Regions from separate parts of the Mus musculus genome. Here region 2 is linked to region 1. Evidence: chromatin contacts called from public Micro-C data. All regions are on one chromosome and are shown on one strand. Each heading gives the region's core, a stretch centred on a gene start, on an enhancer-like site or on the middle of the called end of the contact. The rest is flanking DNA. Distances are from core to core; before and after follow the strand shown. Region 1 overlaps Cdh23 (cadherin 23 (otocadherin)). Region 2 holds the start of Slc29a3 (solute carrier family 29 (nucleoside transporters), member 3).

Region 1 (4,163 bases), core at 533-3,032:
GGGGAGGAGACCCTGTTTACCACAGGGGGCTGGAGTGTTCGAGGGCTGACTTCCCCGGTCAAGGCTGCTCTGTGTCAACTGGAAGTAACAGAGAAGGAAGGAGCAATGTCAGCCCAACAAAATGGCCTGAGCCAGGGTTCAGAACAGGACCACATCCCAGCCCAAGCTGGGAACTGGTAATGGCCCCAAGGGCCTGGGGAGAAGAGGTCTTCATGTTCGTCCCTAGTGTAAAGGGCAGAGGCCCACCTGTTTACCCACTATTTATCCAGAATCTCCTAGGATCTTGGGAGAAAGGAGCTGGGGGGGGGGGGGTGTCGGTGGGGGGCTGGGGGAGGAAGATCTCTGTCTGCAGCCAGGGAAACAGCCAGGGTGCTTGACTCTGTCAGCAAAGTCCTCTGCAGAGAAACTGAGAGGAGAGTTTGCAGGTCAGTTCCCTCAAAGGGATAGCATCTATAGAGCAAGCCTAGCAATGAAGACCATCCAGTCACAGCAGGAATGGGAGCGCCGACACACACCTTGTTTTGCTGGCATGATTTCCCCCAAGACATTATACTACTTTCTCCAGGAAACCAAGGCACAGCCCTAATGGATCTAAGCTTCCAGAACCCAGGCCCTTACTTGTACCAGTCTCTGATTAGCTCCAAGCATGTGTCCAGTGACCCAAGACTCTAGGAGGGAAAAAGCTCTGAAGGCTTCCTCACGGAAGCAAAGAAGGTACCAGATGCAGCCAGCGTCTCTGCAGGTGTATGGTCCTAATAAGATGGAATTCTCAAAGGGACCTCAGAACCCGCTTTCAGGACTGCTGAGACATACACTGACCCCTCCCCGGGGTACAAACACTTCCTGGAAGCAGAGGCCAACAGACCCTCCACAGGGCCAGCCAGCCAATGCAGCTCAAAGGAACAGCAACACTGGCAGCTGGTGGCTCCTGCACAGCGGCCAGGAAGCAGGGAAGTGATGGGCACCAGCATCCAGGACTCAGAAAGCCTGGCCCAAGAACGGTGCTGTTCCTGGGTTACAGATGAGCTAAATTAGCTGTGACACTCATTAGTGGCGGCTCCTAATTAGTGAAAATTAATATTGGCTTTGATAAAGACGTCGGCGCCAGATTTCCAAGGCAGAGGCATTATCGACCTTGACAGCCTGGCTAACGCTGGGGTAAGTGGAGGTGCCAAGGGGCCTGGCAGCAGGGGAAGAGGGTAGGTAGTCCTCCCTCCTGGAGCTTCCTGACCCCGGCTTCAGCAGTCATTCCACAGGGCCCCACCCCCACCGGAGCGTTTGAGCAGGTGGCACTAGAATAATTACCGCTGATGATGTCGTTTGGGCTCTGCTGAGCCCCGGGCAGCAGCCACTGTGTTTACATTGACTTGTGGAAAGGCAGACATTACTCTCCACTTCAGAGAAGCTGAGGCTCAGAATAAATGCATAACTTGTGCTGAGATATCTGGATCTGCAGCTGAGTATTCTAACACAGAACCTGGGCTCTATGACCTTAGTACAGCCCCGCTCTCCCCCAGTCCTCCGTTAGCATGGGTCACCTGGAGGTAGAACCCACAGTCCAAGAGGAGGGGGGGGGGGCGGAGAGAAAAGAAAGGATAAAAGAGGAAAAACAATAAGACAAGCATCCTTCTGCAAACTACCCAGGACAAGCTTTCCCACTGCTCTAGAACAATGTTCAGGGTCAGGAGCACCTAGAACAGCCGGAAGTGACACATCATCCCAGGGGGCATAGATAACCTGGATCTCATAGCTCACGGCTCACCAGAGGTCTCAGATGTGCAGTTACCAAGTGACTAGCTCCTGGGCCCAGCCCCTTAGGCCACTTGGGAGGTGACAGGCGGATGTGGCTTCTCTTTACCCAGTCCACATTTCCCTAGCCAGGGACCCAGCCTGGGGTAATGAGAGGTAACACATATATCTATTTTTAATTCAAATGAAGGGAAATATGTTTGCCACCATGGAGTTTATAAAAATAACAATGCATTATTTGGGCATTAATAACACTAAAGATGTCAAACTGTCAGATAAGAAGTTAATCTCATTCGGAGAACAATTAAAGACGCTATTATTCCACCACCTGGGGCCATTCAGCTTTTACCACTCAGCGGGCTTAATAGATAAAGGGGCCAGGCACAGAGCACAGAGAGTTCTGCCCCCGACCCCTGCCATTTACTGTCAGCCTGCAGATTGCTCCCTTGATGTCCCCAACTCAAGGGCTTGTGTGCACAGATTACATAGATGTTCATGGTGGCTTTATTCGGAGGAGCCCCAAATTGGGAGAAATCTAAACATCACTGGGCATGCTGGCACACAACAACAATCCCAGTATTCATGAGGTCAAGGTAGGAAGACCAAGACTTCCAAGTCAGTCTTAATCACACAGCAAGTTCAAGGCCAGGTTGGGCTACAAGCCAGGCTACATGAGATCTTGTCTCAAAGAAAAAGAAGAGGAGGAGAGGAGAAAGAGGTAAAGGAGGAGGGGGGGGGGCGAAGAAAAGAAAACCAGGGCTAGGGAGATGGCTCAGTAAGGTGTCTGCCCTGTGAGCATGAGGCTCCACGTGGGGTACCTAGCACCCCAGTGGAGATGAACTGTTTGTTGACTTACCAAACAGTGGGACTGAAATGATTATTCAATTATGCAAATTGAGAGCCAGAAATAGCCCTCCACTTACTAAACTTCTGGACAAACAAGTCAACCCATGGTATTGGAGTTGTCCAGGGGTCATCTGGTTGGGGAGGAAGGAGACAAAGGAACAGGAGACACACTACGAGTGACAGATAAGTTCACTGTCTTGATTGTGGCGGTGGCTTCAAGGACATATATGTGAGTGTCAAAATGTATTTGTCATATCTCTAACTCACGGCTTACTTTGTTTCAATAATGTCACAGTAGAAACATTGTTTTAACTTGAGTGGGAGTAAAGTTAGACGGTAGCAGAGGGAAGGGGAAGATCTGAGGGGCTGGAGTAAAAGCCAGGCTTGGGGCTCTTGCGGAACAAGAGGTTACTGTAGCTTCCTGCAGGGGGAGGTGCTGATTCCCTAATTAGTTCTTGATTGTGTCAATAAAGAGAGCCTGGAGCCAATTGTTGGACAGGTGGGACTTCTGGGTCCCAGGAGAAGGAAAAAGAGAAGCAGGAAAGCTTTGTGTGTGTGTGTGTGTGTGTGTGTGTGTGTGTGTGTGTGTCTGTGTCTGTGTCTGTGTCTGTGTCTGTGTCTGTGTCTGTGTCTGTATCTGTGTGTGTTTTGGGGGGAAAGAGGCTTTTGTAGCCATATATTGGAAGGAGAAGAAAGCAGCAGTCATGCAAGGCCTTGGGGCACCTAGGGCACAGGAGGTTGGCGGGAGCTAGCTGATAGCCGATAAGGTTAGGGCAGGAGATTCTGCGCCCAGCAACTGTGTTACCTGACAAATTCTAAAATAATAAAGTTGTCTAAGTATTTTCATCTGAGGATCAAAGGTGGGAAGACAGAGGGAGAAGTCGGGTCGTTGATAGCTGTTGTCAGAGCTAAGCTGGGAGGAACGGACAAGTCGGGAGTGGGACTTCCGACAGCTGATGTCAGAGCTAAGCCAGGAGCAAGGGCTGAGGTACCAGGCTGAGACGGAAACGTGTTTTTTAAAATTTACATGCAACAGAAAATTTACATGCAATCTCCCTCGGACCCACATTAAATAAATAAATAAGATTCTCTTGAGCATCAGCACCATGGGTGGTGGGTCTGACTGGGGAACTATGGGTAACAAGGGTGCACTGGGAAAAGCTGTCTGCTCAGGTCTGATGTTGTCAGACCCAGTAGTCCAGTAAAGAAAGTGAAAGCTACCATCAACCCTGAGAGGGTGTGCTACAGAGGAGCATTGTTACAGAGGTCTGTGGCCAGGGAGGACTTGGAAAAGGCACCAGGGAGGGACAAGGTAAACGGCCAGATCAACTTGGGGCAACACTCTGACTGGGTACCCTGAGAAAGAACAGGACCATATCTCTTTTTAGGGGAACCAAACATCCACATGGGCTGCCCAGACACACCTCCAAGGGCCATGGTCTGATCCTAGTTAGGCTGAGCTAGTGGCTAAGGAGCTTGGAAAGGAGGTATGGCCAGTGGGAGCCACTAAAGCTTCATTAAGAAGAAGGAGGACCATAAGGGGGCTGTGTCAAAGCCCCTGTGTTTGC
Region 2 (4,212 bases), core at 1,001-3,500, 130 kb after region 1:
CATTGAAGCGATCCTCTGGCCTCTGCAGGCCCGGGGCTGGGTAGTCTAGTAGTTTCCCCAGCAGGGCTTCCTGGTCAGCTTCTTGATGGTTACTCGGGGCTCTGTAGACAGCATTGGAGCTGTGGTATACATTGTCCTCAGAGGCAAAGGCCACTGTGTGGGCAGAGAGAGAGACACAGAGCAGGTGAATGAGCGAGCGAGCATGGAGGCTGGGGACTGATGCATCCTAGAAGACATCTCTCGTCCATGCTGGGTCTACCCTGTCCCCAAAGCCTGGCTGGAGAGCTTCCAGTCTTGGGAGCAAGAAGAAAAACAAAAATCAAACTAGAAGAACAGGCTATGATAACTGTAGTGACTTCCAAGGTCATTCCAACTATGTAAGGGCAACACAGCCAACACATTAGGCAGTGTGAACACCATTGCAGGTGTAGACTAAGGCAAGCAGTGCAGAAGGACAAGCCTGGGCTAAATGCATTTACATAGAAATTGGAACCTGGGTGGGAACAAGCATACCTTGGAAGGTACACAGAGGTCTTCCAACAGTGGGTGTTTTCAAGGGAGACTGGGACAGGGAGGGAGCATCCTTGTTAAGTCTTTTTTTTTTTATGCCTTTTGAATTTGAACAATGTGTGCTTGCTGTTCAATCAAGTTAGGCCAGGCTGTGCACATACATCTACAACCCAGTAACACTCTGGAGGTGAAGGCAGGAAGATCAGGATTCAAGGTCAGCCCTGCTACATATCGAGTTTAAGGGCTAACCTGGACTAAGTGAGACCCTATTTCACAAAGAAACCACTCCAGGACTTCAGAGTGCCAGCGACACCCAGTGAGTGAGCCATGACAGCCGGGTATTAGGTCCGGAGGAATATGAGGCTCAGAAAGTTCAAGCCACTTGCCTAGGTCACAGGGGCATGGATGATACAGTCACGCTGTCTGGATGCCCTGGGGGGGGGGGGGGGTTTCCCTAACCTCATCTCCCTCCCCCAACCCCCAGGGATAATCTGGGAATGTGACTCCATCTGCTGGTTCCAAGTCCCCATAGCCCTCCCTCTTGAAGGCTTCCTGCAGCAAGAAGCTATGAGCAGAGACAAACAAGGGGAATGCCCCTCATCAGCACTGCTGGATAAACAGATCCCTGACTATTGCAGCGGAGCCCTGGCTCAGGCAGGCCAGAGGTTCTACAGTGTCCTAGCAAGCTGAGCAGACCCCTCTACAGCCTTAATTCACACAAAGACCAAAGAGGACCATGCAAGGACCTAGACAGGGCCATCCATGCAAACGTGCTTTAAATTATTGTTTGTTTTTTAAATATAAACAGAATCTAGAGAAATGTTTCAGCAGTGAAGAGCGCTTGCTGTTCTTTCAAATGACCCGTGTTCAGTTCCCAGCACCCTAGTCAAGTAGCTCAGCTACTTTTAACTCCTGTTCCAGGGAATTCTATGCCCTCCTGTAGCTTTTGTGGGCACCTGAAAGAACTGCACATACCCACACAAAGGCACACATATGTACACGTATTTTCTTTTTTAGTGTGAAAGATAATCATGAAGCATCAGAGAACTGGCAAGGACCTGTTCCATTTCCAGAAGTTCAGGCTAGGAGGGTGGGCGCACGGCTCAGCGGCTCAGTGTGGGTCACCCAGACCCACACAGGTCTGAAGTCCCTTCTCAGCTACTGTGTCTATTCATCAAGGACTACTCAGCCTTGACCAAGCATCTGAAGTTGCCAGGGATCTTCTCTAACCAGGTCACGGGCGGTGCAGTGGACTGAGCAACGCCTTATTACTCTTTATAAAAGGTAGCTGTGGCTTTGGATGAATAGAGAAAGACAAAGAAAGGAGAGGAGGCGGAGAACCTCCCGGGGCCAAGCTGTCCCTGCCTCTGACTGGGGTCCTGGGGTAAGGACCAGTCAGAGCTGGAAAGGGTAGGAGTCTGGGGACTGAGAACATGTCTGGCCAGCCCGTGTGCCACGATGGCTCCTGTGGACACAGGCTGGGGTCCAAGAGCGAGCCTGGCAGTAGGCTAAGACAAGTCCTCGCTGCAGAGGCAGCTGTGGCATCCGATCCGGACCCGCAAAGCCTTCTGGATCTTTCGGGCCGACCTGTCCCCACACGCGGGACCAGAGAAGAGTGTGGAGGAGAGGCCAGGCTCAGCCTCGGGAAGGGAAGACCCAGCCAAGCATGGGGGCCGCTGCACCCGCACTTACTGTCGCTGCCGCTGCTACCTCCACCAGGTCCAAGGCGCTGGGCCACTGTGACCAGAGCTCAGCCAGGCCGGGCTCCGCCCTTGTCCTCCCAGCCCCGCCCTCCTTTTCTCAGCTCACCACGCCCCGTTCAGCGCTTCCGGGTTTGCCGACTCCTCCCTCTGGCCCCGCCCCCACGCGCGCCTCTTCCTGGCCTACGGCAGTAACTGCAGGCGTCCAATTGCAAAGTGAAAAAAGTGTGGCTTTGGAACAGGTCCTGCCTGACTCCCTATTGGTATCCACCGCCTCATTCCCTAGGGTGCCCCACAGCCCCCTGCTCCCCCTCAATACTTCCAGAGCAGGATGTACCAGCAAGATGAACTTGGCCTCCCAGCCTAGGTGGAGAGCCGCAGAGAGAGCTTGAAGCTATTTGGTGGCAGTGAGCGAGGCCAGAGTGAGCAGATTTGTGTTGGAGGGGCAATCCAGATGCCACATCTGCAGAAGAGAAACTTTTGGGAGACTCTGAGATCAAAGTTCAGGAGAGAGCTGAAGATGGCTCCTGTACAGCTCCGAGTGCAGAGTGGGGGTTACGGAACCGATGTGCTTTGTTTTTGTTTTCTTTTTGAGAGAGAGAGAGAAAAGTGGGGAACCTAAGGAAACACCCAAGAGTGGCAGAAGTTTGGGCTTCCTTTCTACCCAATCCCTTACCACTGGGGGGTGACTTCCTCCGCTGCCCTGCAGGGGACGTGTAGGTGTCACCTACCACCCGCACTTGGGAGGCTCTGGGGTTTAGGCTCACCTTAGCTACATAGTGGTCAGCCCAGGTTACTTGAGACCCTGGCGGCGTTAGGGTTGGAGTATACATGCCTGCGCTGTCCTTACAGATCACCTGAGGAGAGGAGGTAAGGACAGGAGGGGAAAAGAAAGAGGCAGAGTAGGAGTTGGCTGATGTCCTGCGCTAGACCAGAGAAAACGTGGGCACAAGCAAGGCTGGTGTGGGCCAGTCCCAGAGACCAGCTGGGGACTTACTGATGCCAAAGCTTAGTAGGCTTCTTTTCATAAGTGTGAAGGGGGAAAAAATAGAATTTTCTCTACCCATCATGGTTCCTAGTTGGCAAAGGATCCCTAATATCAAACACAGAAGAAAAACAACAGGCTTTTAATAATGTGTAACACAGACACACACACACTTGCCCACTCACACACATACACATGCACACTTTTAGACACACTCACATATATGTATACATGCACCCATGCACACATGTACATATGCACACACATCAGACATGCATACCCACATACACACGTGGGTGAGGCTCAGAGAAATGAGTAAATCTCAAAACATGGCCTAAATACCAGCCTCAACTGCAAGGGGAACACGTGAGGTCTGGAATTCGGCTCTGTGGGAGAGCAGAAGCTAGCATGCTCCAAGCCGTGGGCACACTCCCTACAGGGCACAGAGGAGGCAAAGGTTACCTCAGGATCAGAAAAAGCACAGCAAACAAGAAGGTAGCCTGGGCGGTTCTCCTTGTCTCCCTGTGTCCTTTGCTGTGATAAAACCCCGGAGTAAAACTGACTTGGGACGGAAAGGGTTAATTTCATCTTAGAACTCCACTGAGGGGAATCGGAGCCAAAACTGAAGATAGGAAGCTGGAAGCAAGAATTAAAGCAGACACCAGGAAGAAACTGAGGCTTACAGGACTTGATCTCTCGGTGGTAGAAACTCAGGAGTTAGGGAACTCCTGGAGGCAGGAACTGAGACAGAAGCCGTGGAGTAAAGTTGCCCTCTGGTTTGCTTTAATACAAGCCAGGGCCACCTACAAGGCATAGCTATAAAAGTACCTTTCATTGGCCTAATGTAATTGTTGTCTCAGAGGTTTACTGCCTCTGTCTGCTAACCTAGGCCTAGTCTTGGAAGCTTCTAGCCTCTGTACAATCTTACCTAGGCCTAGAATGTTTACAGCCTCTGAGACTGCTGAATTTCAAGCTCACCCTTTCCTAGTTTTTTTTTCTGAGTTCTGGCTGTCTGGT

What was found. A called contact is a pair of places that touch in the nucleus more often than the background predicts.
Region 2: a Micro-C map of trophoblast stem cells shows a contact between it and region 1, with 12 times the contacts expected there. The contact joins the promoter of Slc29a3 here to the enhancer-like site in region 1. A contact is called at or near these places in 23 of 39 promoter capture datasets (the 3T3-L1 cell line, 3T3-L1-derived adipocytes, the C10 cell line and 12 more), 5 of 15 datasets of contacts at CTCF or cohesin (embryonic stem cells, large pre-B cells and pro-B cells), 117 of 484 Hi-C or Micro-C datasets (the 63-12 cell line, 8-cell embryo, B cells and 49 more), 17 of 115 datasets of contacts at active chromatin or transcription factors (the SCID.adh cell line, bone marrow-derived dendritic cells, bone marrow-derived macrophages and 4 more) and 1 of 9 other capture datasets (embryonic stem cells).

Annotation. Positions count from the first base shown.
Region 1 is chr10:60,623,324-60,627,486 of GRCm38.p6, forward strand. The region is part of intron 4 of Cdh23 (cadherin 23 (otocadherin)); the gene reads right to left. Among named protein-coding and RNA genes, the nearest start is that of Gm51803, 62 kb to the right of the region's middle. Within about 2 kb of position 1,783, at least 23 of the 459 cell types and tissues checked have an H3K27ac peak or open chromatin away from gene starts, as enhancers often do. A contact at or near this core is called in the 63-12 cell line, olfactory sensory neurons and trophoblast stem cells, where this site is marked.
Region 2 is chr10:60,750,532-60,754,743 of GRCm38.p6, forward strand. Slc29a3 (solute carrier family 29 (nucleoside transporters), member 3) reads right to left here and starts at 2,251. Exons shown (of 6, transcript NM_023596.3): 1 at 2,203-2,251; 2 at 1-153. The coding sequence starts at 2,203.